Linked DNA regions of Mus musculus: all the other regions are linked to region 1. The links are chromatin contacts, called in public HiCAR-type and promoter capture Hi-C maps. All regions are on one chromosome and are shown on one strand. The core of a region is the stretch at or near the end of the contact, and the rest is flanking DNA. Distances in the headings are between cores, read along the strand shown. Region 1 holds the start of Fezf1 (Fez family zinc finger 1). Region 2 holds the start of Dlx6os2 (distal-less homeobox 6, opposite strand 2). Region 3 holds the start of Dlx5 (distal-less homeobox 5).

The links. Promoter capture Hi-C pulls out the DNA fragments that hold promoters and counts their contacts. HiCAR-type assays count read pairs that join an accessible place to other places.
Region 2: a promoter capture Hi-C map of embryonic stem cells shows a contact between it and region 1. The contact joins the promoter of Dlx6os2 here to the promoter of Fezf1 in region 1. A contact is called at or near these places in 6 of 39 promoter capture datasets (cranial neural crest, embryonic stem cells, frontonasal cranial neural crest and 3 more), 12 of 484 Hi-C or Micro-C datasets (cerebellum, embryonic stem cells, epiblasts and 1 more), 2 of 115 datasets of contacts at active chromatin or transcription factors (both in embryonic stem cells) and 1 of 9 other capture datasets (embryonic stem cells).
Region 3: a contact with region 1 is called in a HiCAR-type map of embryonic stem cells, with 9 times the contacts expected there. The contact joins the promoter of Dlx5 here to the promoter of Fezf1 in region 1. A contact is called at or near these places in 4 of 39 promoter capture datasets (cranial neural crest, embryonic stem cells, hippocampal neurons and 1 more), 7 of 484 Hi-C or Micro-C datasets (embryonic stem cells, epiblasts and stem cell-derived epiblast-like cells) and 2 of 115 datasets of contacts at active chromatin or transcription factors (both in embryonic stem cells).

What each region holds. Positions count from the first base shown.
Region 1 is chr6:23,246,415-23,250,174 of GRCm38.p6, forward strand. Fezf1 (Fez family zinc finger 1) reads right to left here and starts at 1,850. Exons shown (of 4, transcript NM_028462.1): 1 at 860-1,850; 2 at 482-616; 3 at 101-233. The coding sequence starts at 1,660.
Region 2 is chr6:6,863,135-6,866,894 of GRCm38.p6, forward strand. It overlaps Dlx6os2 (distal-less homeobox 6, opposite strand 2), which reads right to left and starts at 2,016. Exons shown (of 1, transcript NR_002839.2): 1 at 663-2,016. It overlaps Dlx6 (distal-less homeobox 6), which reads left to right and starts at 200. Exons shown (of 4, transcript NM_010057.2): 1 at 200-693; 2 at 1,944-2,137. The coding sequence starts at 246. The region is part of intron 1 of Dlx6os1 (distal-less homeobox 6, opposite strand 1); the gene reads right to left.
Region 3 is chr6:6,880,493-6,884,252 of GRCm38.p6, forward strand. It overlaps Dlx5 (distal-less homeobox 5), which reads right to left and starts at 1,576. Exons shown (of 3, transcript NM_010056.3): 1 at 1,040-1,576. The coding sequence starts at 1,394.

The DNA.
Region 1 (3,760 bases), core at 600-3,099:
AAGCAGGTACACTTTAGAGGTCATTAAAAAAAAATCCCGAGAATATCCAGTATAACTTTCCTATGACCACCCTGAGAAAGACATCTCCTGTGCTCAATACCTTTTTGATGAAATCCTTTGCCGCAGAATTCACACACGAATGGTTTGTAGCCCGCGTGAATTCGGGTATGTGTGTTTAACGTGGAACTTCTGTTAAATGCTTTACCGCACTGGTTGCACTTGTGAGGTTTCTCCTAAGCAGCAGAGAGAAAGGGAAGAATAGAGAACTTAATTTACAGTACTTGGTTATTGTGATGCGGAATCCTATCATCACCATACACTTTGAAGCTTTTAAACAGGTCAAAGATAACAACACAAGGCCTCCCAGTCCAGCCTCCACAGCCCAGAAGGTCTTATGCTAAAGAATGAGGCTATATCGATGCGTTTTTCCCCCCAAATGGTTCCAAAGCCTTTCGGGTAAACTTCTGACGGAGGAACATACCTGTGTGTGAATGATCTTATGCCGGCAAAGGGTGCTAGCTTGCCGGAAACCTTTCCCACACACTTTACACACGAAGGGTCTGGCTCCTGTGTGTACCGGCATGTGACGGGTTAAGTTATAGTGCGCATTAAAGACCTTAAAAATTAAACACAAAGGAAAACAGGTTAACGGAAGCACAGATTGGATCCAAAGTGATAAAAAGGAGGGAGGGGGCAAAACAAGTTTATACTTCCACTCCCCAAATACTAAAACAGAAGCGAGGGATGGAGAGAGGAAGGAAGAAAGGAAGGAAGGAAGGAAGGAAGGAAGGAAGGAAGGAAGGAAGGAAGGAAGGAAGGAAGGAAGGAAGGAAGAAGGAACTCCTGGCATAAGACTTGCCTTGCCGCAGACTTCACAAGTGAAAACTTTGGGCTTGGCATTTGGAGAGCCGCGGCTGAAATCCGAGGTTTTGAAAGCGATTTTTTCCGACAAAAGTTGGGCGCTTTCTTTCATGTAATGCTGCAGCTGAGCCTGGGACAGGTCTTTGAAAGCTACTCCCGAAGGGAGTTTCTCCACTGCCGGTACAACCAGTTTATTCCTTTCGGCTAAATACGTTTTGGGCTGTGGGTGCAAAGGGGAACTGAGAAAGTAGGAGGCCACCGGGTGGATGTTCACGCTCGCAGCCGGGTGGCACGGGCCGTCACCTCGGTTCAGGTAGCACAGGGCACCCATGGCGTGAAACGAAGAGTGGTTGACCACACGCGGCCTTACCAGCTTGTACTGCTGTAGTGGCAATGCGTCGCGGGCCAGGTCGCCCTTAAGACTTAGCGCGCAGTTGAGCAGGTCGCTGCAGCTGAACGCCGGCGCAGAGGGCGCCACCGCGGGCGGCGCCGGAACCTCCAAACTCGCCTTGCGGGGCTCTGAGCCATTCACTCCCGCTTTGGAGTTCGTGTCGTACGCCACGGGGACGAAAGGGATCATGCAGGGGATCGACGAGTTGAGATGCAGAGAGTGCTTGGGGTCCCCTTTGGGCACGGCTCCCTGCAGGAAGTGGGGGACCGGCAGGGCCTTAGGCTCAGGGGTGCGCGCCATGATTCGTTCGATGGAGAAAGCCAAGGGTTTAGATGTGCTCATCACGTTGCCCCGAGCTGGAGCAGTCGCTAGCATTTTGGTGGTCGCGTTGAGGCAGCTACTGTCCATGACTGAGTCGCCAGCGTCGGTCAGCCGGGGTTGAGTCGCGGGATCGTTGCCTTGTCCCCTGCTTGTCACAGACCTGCGGAGAGGACAGGCACCGTCACCACCAGCAGCCTCCTCCTCCTCCTCCCCAGCATCACCAGCCGAACCTGCCTGCCCAGCCCAATGGACTCCTGCCAGCCCATCGCAGAGTTCTTGGCGCACCAATGACTCGGGGACAATCACTACTTATTTCTATCAATAGAAAGTGTTGTGTCAATAACGCAGCCAAGATCTCGCCAATCGTTAACTTCCAAGAGGAGAAGGTAAACTAGATAATTGCTCAATTCGCTTCCAACAGTCAACAGGAAAACTTTTTTTCTCTCTGCAGTCGGTGACTACTTTTCATTGGTGAGAGAGCTTCCCCCGCCCAGAAGAGGCGGGGGCGCTCTCTGCAACGCGCAGAGCCCTCCCCGACGCGCAAGCACTCGCCCGCACACACTTCTCTACCCTTCAGCTGCCCCTCCCCCTAGCTTCCTCTGTCTTTTTAATTCTCAATCTGCTTAACCAGGCTTTAGAGGCCAAGCAAATCTGAGATCAATTTTCTCGTTTAGCTCTAAGTGACATCATCTAAAATCATTGTGCTAGGGCTAAATAAGGAAACAGAGTCTAATTCAGGGGCAAATGCCAGGCTATATTTATCAAACGCCAGGCTCTAGAAAGCCTTGACCAGGAAACCTCTGACGGCAAAATCCGAGGTTTCTGTGCTTGGCTTGCCTGAGCTCAGTTCGGGCCACGATGCCTCCTCCTACGCAGCCCACTTTCATCCTCCGGGACTCGAGGGGGTCTGGGGGGTGAGGTCGGGAGGTGGTGCTCATTCCCTGAATCAAGGAGTCGCTGCAGCTCGAGCCGCGTCTGGACCGTTTGGAAGACACCAGCAGGTAACTGGCCTCCCAAAATGCCCTTGAGATGTAAAGGCCTTGGGAGGCTTGTTATGCGTTTGTGGTTTTGTCAAAGCGATGCCCATGGCAATAGGCCTGGGAAAGACGCACCAGCACCACAAAGTTGAGTTGCAAAGAATAAGAGGGAGCCACACGGCCAGAGACCTAGACGCGGATTGAACTCACACAAACACACGCGTGAGCGCGCTTCCTTGAGTTTCCAGAGAGAACCCCGAAAGGGCATTTCTCCAAAGAACTTGCGCCCACTGCTCTTCCAGAGCAGAGGGTTTTAAACGTGGAGCGGAGAAGGGGAATACAATCTGTCGATCCCTACCCTGGCTGCCAGCGTCTGCGTGCGGCTCATCAGTGCACGCGATACCCCGCGTGTCTGTGCGCGCAGACGAACAAAGTGTGGTGGTCACGGACCATTTCTGCCCCCCCCCCCCGAGCGTTTGGAGACCCTAAGCGTCCCCTACCCCCCCCCACCCTCCCCCGCGCGCCCAGCGCCCTCCTGGTGTGACGCCTGGGGCCCAAATTCGCTAGCTGGGCGAGCTTTCCATGAAAAGGCCGGACGCTGAGGCTCCCATTGCGCGGGTCCCCGCGGCTCCCGCCCGAGTAGCGGCGCGCGCCTTCCCCGGAGAGGTCAACCGGGAGCCTTCGGTCGCCGAGAGCAGAACCCCAGGCACGCTCCTGGGGCTGCGGACCGTAGACAAACCCCCGCCGTTCTCAAGCCAGTTCCCGGAGGAAGCTGAGCGATGAGCCCTGAACCGCCTCCTGGAGGCCGCGGGAAGGAGCTGCCGGCAAACTCCAAGCACCGTCAGCCTGGTGAGTTAACTCTACCGTGTGTGGACCAAGTATCCGCCAGGTATCTGGCCAAGAGTAAGATGTGCTGTCCTCTGGTGAGAACCCTGGAAAGGGCCAGCAGTGGGAGGTGAATGTGGGAGCCTAGGATTGTTGAGCCTAAGGCTAATGTATTGGAAGGTGCCAAGTTGGGATTCGAATGGAGGCAACTGGCTTTCAAGATCTCTCCTTCTCCAAACCCCCTTTCTAGCTCATACCACCAGGCTCCTCCGCCCCACCCAGACGGTGCGAGTCAGTTTAAACACTGCCAGGGAAGCCCAGTTGGGTGGAAACGAAGACAGCGAGTTGTTGAGGCCTGACAGCGAGGCGGGACGGCTAAGTGGAT
Region 2 (3,760 bases), core at 766-3,265, about 16 Mb before region 1:
GGGTTAACAAGGCCCTGCTCACTATATCTCTTTATATTAAATATATATATGTATATATTAGAGAAGAGTGAGGAAGAGAACCACCTCTGCCCCCTCCTTTAAATTTTTTTTTATTTTTTATTTTTTTTATTTTTTTGCAAGGATCCCGGGAGCTAAGGTGGCTGCAAAGGGGAGAGCGGTGCGAGCCAAGTGGGGGAGGGTGAAAGAAACCCGGGAGAAGGCTTTCTCCAGCCCCCAAAGTTTTGATGATGACCATGACTACGATGGCTGACGGCTTGGAAGGCCAGGACTCGTCCAAATCCGCCTTCATGGAGTTCGGGCAGCAGCAACAGCAGCAGCAGCAACAACAGCAGCAGCAACAGCAGCAGCAGCAGCAGCAACAGCAGCCGCCGCCGCCGCCACCGCCGCCGCCGCCGCAGCCGCACTCGCAGCAGACCTCCCCGGCCATGGCAGGCGCACATTACCCTCTGCACTGCTTGCACTCGGCCGCGGCGGCGGCGGCGGCGGCCGGCTCCCACCATCACCACCACCAGCACCACCACCACGGCTCGCCCTACGCGTCGAGCGGAGGCAACTCCTACAACCACCGATCGCTCGCCGCCTACCCCTACATGAGCCACTCGCAGCACAGCCCTTACCTCCAGTCCTACCACAACAGCAGCGCGGCCGCCCAGACGCGCGGGGACGACACAGGTGAGAGGCCGCTTAGGCAGCTAGCTTCGCCCGCCTCCCCACTGCCTCCGACCCCTCCCGCCCCGCTCACTTCCTCCACGCCGGGGCCTCCGCCGGCCCCCTCCTGCGGGCGGCCCCGTGCGCCCCCAGTCGGGCCCCGTGGGCTCCCGATCGCCTGGCGCCTGCCTGCCGGCCTCTCCCTGCCCGGCCCCTTCCCGCCGCCGTGGACCCCCGGCTGGCTCACCCCGAGGCCCGCTGGCTCCTCCGCCTCCTGCTTGTGGTTCCCATTGAGCCTCCAGGCTGTGCCCTAGCCTGGCTCTACGGTCCCCACTGCGCCCTCCAGCCCACCAGGTCTGTGTGCCCTCTACCTTGTCCCTTCCCTCTCTGCTGGGACCCGCATTTATCAGAACTGGAGACAATTCTGGGCCAGGACTGAAGGGCTAGTTAAGGCTTCCCATCTCAACGCTGGGAGAGCGGTGGCCTACTTTGCCTGGGGCACTTGGTGCCCCTTGGTGACTTGGAACGAAGCTGTTGCAGCCGATAGATACTAGTGACATTGGGTTTTGTCTTTTGTTTTTGTTTTGCTTTTAAAATCTTCCCTCGTGGGCTTTGAGGTGTCCCCCCCACGTCCCCAGACCTGGCTCCCTCTCTCTGGGTTTTCAGTAGTACTTTGGCTGCTCCTTTGTTCTTGGAAGTGAAGCAGAGGGCCTGGGGTTGATAGCTCTCCGTTGTCCAGAGAGTCTCAGCCTGCTCTGGAGCTGCTCTGAGCTCCTGGTTGTGTTCTGTGTCTGGGCTTTGATACACGCGAGCAGAATCATTTCAAACATACAGAAGGGACTTAAAGCACTAAGCTTGCAGCTGGGTGACACAAAACTAACTGGTCACATAAACAACCGGGTGGTTCTGGTATAGCTTTAGGCGTTGGGAAAAGCCAGGCCAAGAAACCGCTCTCGGGCCCAGAGAAGAGAAGCCTTACAGCGCCACGGACTTCGGAAAGCGGCCTGCGCTGTCTCCGCTGTTGCGGAGCGTCTCTTTTATGCCCCGGGCTTCCTAGATTCGATCCACTATCATAATGCATTGTTAGTGTTGGAGACACGGTCGGAGGGAAGCTTTCACAGCCTCTGGGGGCACGTGCCCACAGTGGTATAGCGGGGATATTACGAGGAACTCTTTTTAAACTTGGGAGAAACTCCTTGCCAGCCTTGTCACATGAAGGGAGAAGGCAGTAGTGGCCTCGCGGGTGACCACTCCTCTGTGTCATTTGCTTACAGATCAACAAAAAACGACAGTGATCGAAAACGGGGAAATCAGGTTCAACGGAAAGGGGAAAAAGATTCGGAAGCCTCGGACCATTTATTCCAGCCTGCAGCTCCAGGCTTTAAACCATCGCTTTCAGCAGACTCAATACCTGGCCCTTCCCGAGAGAGCCGAACTGGCTGCTTCCTTAGGACTGACACAAACACAGGTAATTCCCGGGAAGCCCAAGTACCCCTGAAATGCTGGCCCTGCTTGATAACCGTGCAGAGAGCATACCAGGAGGAATTCTTGGCCTAGTCAACCAAGGATGGAAGGAGCTAAATGACAAATGCCCGTGCTCCAGTTGTGCACTTTCCTGGGATCACACAGTTTGGAACAAATGACATGGTATTGAATACTGAATTGGATTTGCATATACACCAACCCTCTGCGACCCCAGCTGAGCCTAGGATCTTTTGGTGAACAAATTCAATCAAATCTTATTCCAGAGCAGAATAACACGAAGTAGAACAAGTGTGTGTGTGTGTATGTGTGTGTGTGTGTGTGTAGTATCCAGCTAAGAAGCAAAATAAGGCCTTTCTTAAGGACCCTTTAGTGACCCTTAGGAATTAATATTAATTTCAACTCATTGTCATAGGAAGGAAACTTATGAGCTGAGACCAGGAGCAAAAGTTAGACTCTAGCAGCTTAATAAAGACATCCATGTGTAAGCCATTCACTCCGGGATGGGTAAGACAGGACTTTCTGAAGATTGCATTAAGCTCTGTAGTTGAATCATTCTGGTACCAAATAGTGCAGGCTGAGGTACCTCCCTGGAGCACAGAACTTGACAGAATTGAGAAACAAAGAGAATGTTCCCCAAATCACGGCCTGGGACACCACAGATAATAAACAGTCCTGCTGACCTGAAAAGTATACTGGACATTTCAGATTTCACAGAAAGGGGCCCATAGGTGAGTATATCAGCCTGCACTCAAAAGCCAGCAGTCAAGAGAACTGCACGGGATGCTAAGGCCTCTTCTGATGGGCATCATCTTCATCCAGCAAGGGTCTAATAAGACAGTAGCCAAGACCTTACAGAATGGTGTCTTCAGGCCGCGTCCCTGAACTCTTCTCACTTACCCTGGTTTCTACTGCATGTTGCCACTGAAAATGTATGAGGTTTGCTATGAAAGGGCTCTAGATGCTCCGTGACTCGTATTCTTGGGAAAATAGATTCTGGAATTGTAAAGGTAATGCTACATTGTAGGTTTCCTTTCATCTAGAGATTTGGGTTGTTGACTTAAATAAGCTGCCAACTTAGATTCCTGATTCTGTAGTTGTCAGAAGCCTTTTGACTTTTAGTAGCTACCCCAACAATCATGTGATGATTGATGACTTCTGTTTGCTTAAGCAACATAGGAGGTAGATAGTGGGGGTTGATGCATTTCTTAATCCTTGCAGGACTGGAGAAAGAGATCCCAGGCATATGCCATGGTGTGTGCACGATGTGCATAAGTATGTTCAAGGTATTTTGCTATGAACATACAACCTTTAATCAATTCATAATCGTTTACTACTTGATATGCATAGCATAATAAATGTGGGGGGTTGGTGAATATAAAAAATGGAATAGACCAAAGGAGGTAAATTTAGTTGTACAATTGTGAGCCAAACTCTATTTCACTTAAAAGTCCTTTGTAAAATTTTGGGTCCACTGATCTCATTTTATTTCTTTCTAATTTTATGCTGTTACTTTAAAAACCCCAGGCTATAGGATTAAATCCAGGAATCACAATAAGACATCTAGTAGGCCTAGAGTGAAGGGATGGAGATGGTTTGAAAGAGGGGA
Region 3 (3,760 bases), core at 326-2,825, about 16 Mb before region 1:
CTCACTGTCATAAATGTACCCCGCTGGGGTCCTGTGAATCCGTGTTTTGCTAATGTGCCCCTAGGCCACATGGCCCCTTTTCCCCCTTCAGTCCTGAAAGGAGTGGAAGAGTCGGTGTATGAAGCTGCTGCCAGAGGAAGGGTGGAGAAGGAGGGAGGGCTGCGGTCTCCGCTCTACTGGAGTAGGGGATGCTAATATTAGCAGCCTTATTAATGTGTCGGTGAGGGGAGATCAAAATCGACTAGTAAAATTTCTCCACTGAGACTTCACGCCTCTCATTTACCGCCCAAGCTCTCTACCCCACTGTAACGCTCTAAGGAAGTTTCACAGTGGACGGAAAGGGGAGTCTGTGGGGAAGAAGGAAGGCAGACAAATTCTAGGCACTTACGGAGAGAGCACTCGATGGAGTGTGTGTGTGTGTGTGGGGGGGGGTCCCTCTAACAGAGTGAACTCTCGGCAATCCTCCGCTATTTTAAATGACTTTTTGTATTTGGAAATACCTTGGATAAACCGCAAAGTTCCCTGTTCGCTTTTCTGTCAGGCTGCAGCCCTCCGGCCCCCAGGTCACCCGGTGTGCTGCCCGCACCCTCCATGAGAGGCCTCGGGGCGCTTCGCTGGCTAATCCAGACTAGATCTCACCAACTCAGCACGCTCACCCAGAATTCCAACTAACTTTCCTTTTATTACGCAAACACCACTAGGGCTGCTTGATTTCACCCACCCCCCGCCCCCCAAATCCCTTAGCCTCTTTGCAGCCAAGCTGGCTTTCTGGCTAGGCCAGCTAGGAATCCAGCTAAGGAGGGATCCTCGAGCAGCGCCAGAGGCAAAACACCCGATTAAACCTCTTCAAAAGTCCTCCACTGCCCCCCCCCCCATGCCGGTGTGAGGTGCTGTCCTGTTTGCAGTCCCAGGCCCCCACTCGCTTCTGCGAAGCACCCTTCTATGGGTGCGGACAGCGTGGCCCTCATCTACCACCCAACTTGGCGCCCGCGGGGTTACGGATGCCCTGGGTACCTGCCTCCCGCCCCCGCGCGCCTACCTGGCTGGCTGGTGGCACTCGGGACGCGGTTGTAGGCGCCGCCGTACTGGTGGTAGGGGCTGGCGTAGCCGTAGTCGGCATAAGCCTTGGCCGGGTAGCCGGCTGCGGAGCCGTTCACGCCGTGGTACTGGTACTGGTAGGGGTTGAGCGCTTTGCCATAAGAAGCAGAGGTAGGAGAGCAGTAGCCGTGCGGGGCGGCCCCCGCGGGACTGTAGTAGTCAGAATCGGTGGCCGAGGACTCGGGCAAAGTTGGCGATTCCTGAGACGGGTGGTGCATGGCGGCGGACGTCGGGAACGGAGCTTGGAAGTCGCCGGATCGGATGCTTGGGACTCTTCTGTCAAACACTCCTGTCATAGCTCCCGGGCGGTGGCTGTTCTTCTACTGCGGCGGCCGCTGCTGCCTGAATTGGCTGTGGAGCTGCTCTGGTCTAAGCAGACATGGCTGTGGGAGCGAGGGAGGAGGAGGAAGAGGAGGAGGCGGCGGCGGCGGCGGGGAGGAGGAGGAGGAGGAGGCTGGGAGTCGTGGAGGCTCTGTCTCCCGCAGGCTGACTGCTGGCTGAGGCGCAGCACAGCCTTGGTTAAATCCTTAATTGCGCGCTTACGCACAGCGGGGTGGATCGGGTTCCATTGGCCAGGGCTTCGGGAGCAGAGCAACACCCTAACTCGTCCAACTAGTTTTAGCACAACAAAGCATTGCTTAAAGAGAGAGAGAGAGAGAGAGAGAGAGAGAGAGAGAGAGAGAGAGAGAGAGAGAGAGAGAGAGAGGCGTACAAGGAGAGAGAGAGTGTGTGTGTGTGTGTGTGTGTGTGTGTGTGTGTGAGAGAGAGAGAGAGAGAGAGAGAGAGAGAGAGAGAGAGAGAGAGAGAGAGAGAATATGAGTTGTTCCCTGTTGGGGGAGGGAGGGTCTCAGTCGATCTCTTTTTAGTGAATAGCTTCGACAAACCAAGCAGTCCCAGGGCCTAGCTCCGTGCTGTTTGAAGACAACGTGTTCCAATCAGCAATCTCAAAAGTACAGTTTAGAGGATGCGGTTCTTGATGCTCTTTTCTTGCTCCACACCTACCAGTCCTCTCCCCCCTCCTCCGACGGAGACTGTAGGAGAGAGCACCGCTGTGGGACTGTGTGCAGAGGAGGAGCAGTGTTAGATGGCAGTGAGAACAAATGGAGAACAGCATTGTCTTAGTGGGATGATGGGAAGCAAGTTGCAACTAATTTATGTTGAAAATTTGTAAACTGGAAAACAGTTGGACACGCAGCAAGCGCTTTTGCAGAAGCCCCTGTTTCTCAGGACTCCACAGAGATGTCCAAGAATCTAGACGTCCCCAGTGGCAACTGAAGTCTTTACAGGGACTGCTGAAAATCAATGTCTTTCATTCCTGAATACCTTGCCACTGCCTGAACTCTCTTAGTTGGCTTTCCCAGAGAGCTGAGCAGCCTTTTGGTTTTTTGCTCAATATCCTCGACTACTTGGAAGCTTCTAGAATGGCTCTTGTCTCAGTTCAGGAGCCAGATTCCTGCAAACGTGAATTGATTTGGGTGTGTGACCTATAGTGTGCCTCCAGACCAAATGGAGTATGAAGACCGAAAAGTAGGCAAGGAACCAAGTCCGCTTGGGAGATGGGGTTTCGATCATGGACGACCCTCTCCTGGTTCCATTACCTACATCCACTCCAATCCCCCTCTCAATTCTTGAGTTTGGGTTCTGTAGCATCCCCCATTATTTCCTGCCTACTGAGCATCTTCGTTTATGTACAAAGGGAGCAGGGTTCAAGACTCATACACTGGCCACAGACCACCAGAAGAAGTTTATTTTGTCAACATGGGCTTTTCCTCTAGTTATGATTGAGTGAGGCCTTAGGAATGTGTTCTGATCCTCACTCAATGCTGTGTCTACTCCCCTCAAAAATGAGTTGTATCCTATTTTGGGCCTCCTTTTGGCCAGGAACCTGGGAGTGTCATTGAATGTTCAGGGTGGAATCTTCTGGTTCCTCTTCTGGTTCCCCTTTTGCCAGGGGAAGAAGTGAAAATCTGCCTGAGTTTTGTCTGAGGTTACTTTGTTCTTGTTTTGGCAACCAAGGACTCCAAGCCTCTGTCAGAGAGCTGGAAGCAGGAGGTCAGTCCCTCTCTGGAATCTGGAGCTGCAACTGGAAGCAGCAACACGTGCCTCAGGTGCACATGGGCCCCATAAACCCAGGCTACTGTTGCTTTTCCTTGGCTGTACAACTTCAGCTTTTGTCAACAACGAGAGGGAGCTAGCATGCAGCAGGGCCACCCCTTTCTTCATCTGGAGTCCCTACTTGCAGCCTTGGTGTCTCTAGATTTCCCTTCTGACACAGATGTGTGGGTTTAACAAATGTTTGCTGTTCCTTGACACTGATCCCTTGCCTTTGATTTTCATGTGGCTGTCCAGGCTCTAGATTTGCACTGAGTGTCTTCAAGGAGGCAAACGTACTGCTGACCTTACTGGATTATGATTGCGGTCTGCTCTAAAGATGCTCACCTAATCCATGGGGCCTTACAAATCAATGCCTTGAGCTGGTCAAAGTGTTCAGAGGTTATAAAAAAAAAAAGTGCAGAGAGATGGGTGATCCCATCACAGGCCCCAATTTTATTTACTATAAATTTAAATGTAATAACCAGGAGGAAAAAGGTCAGCATGGTCATTATCGCCAGAAGGAGTCTAATAGTTCTCTTAAACCTTGGTGAGAAGGCAGCTTCCCATG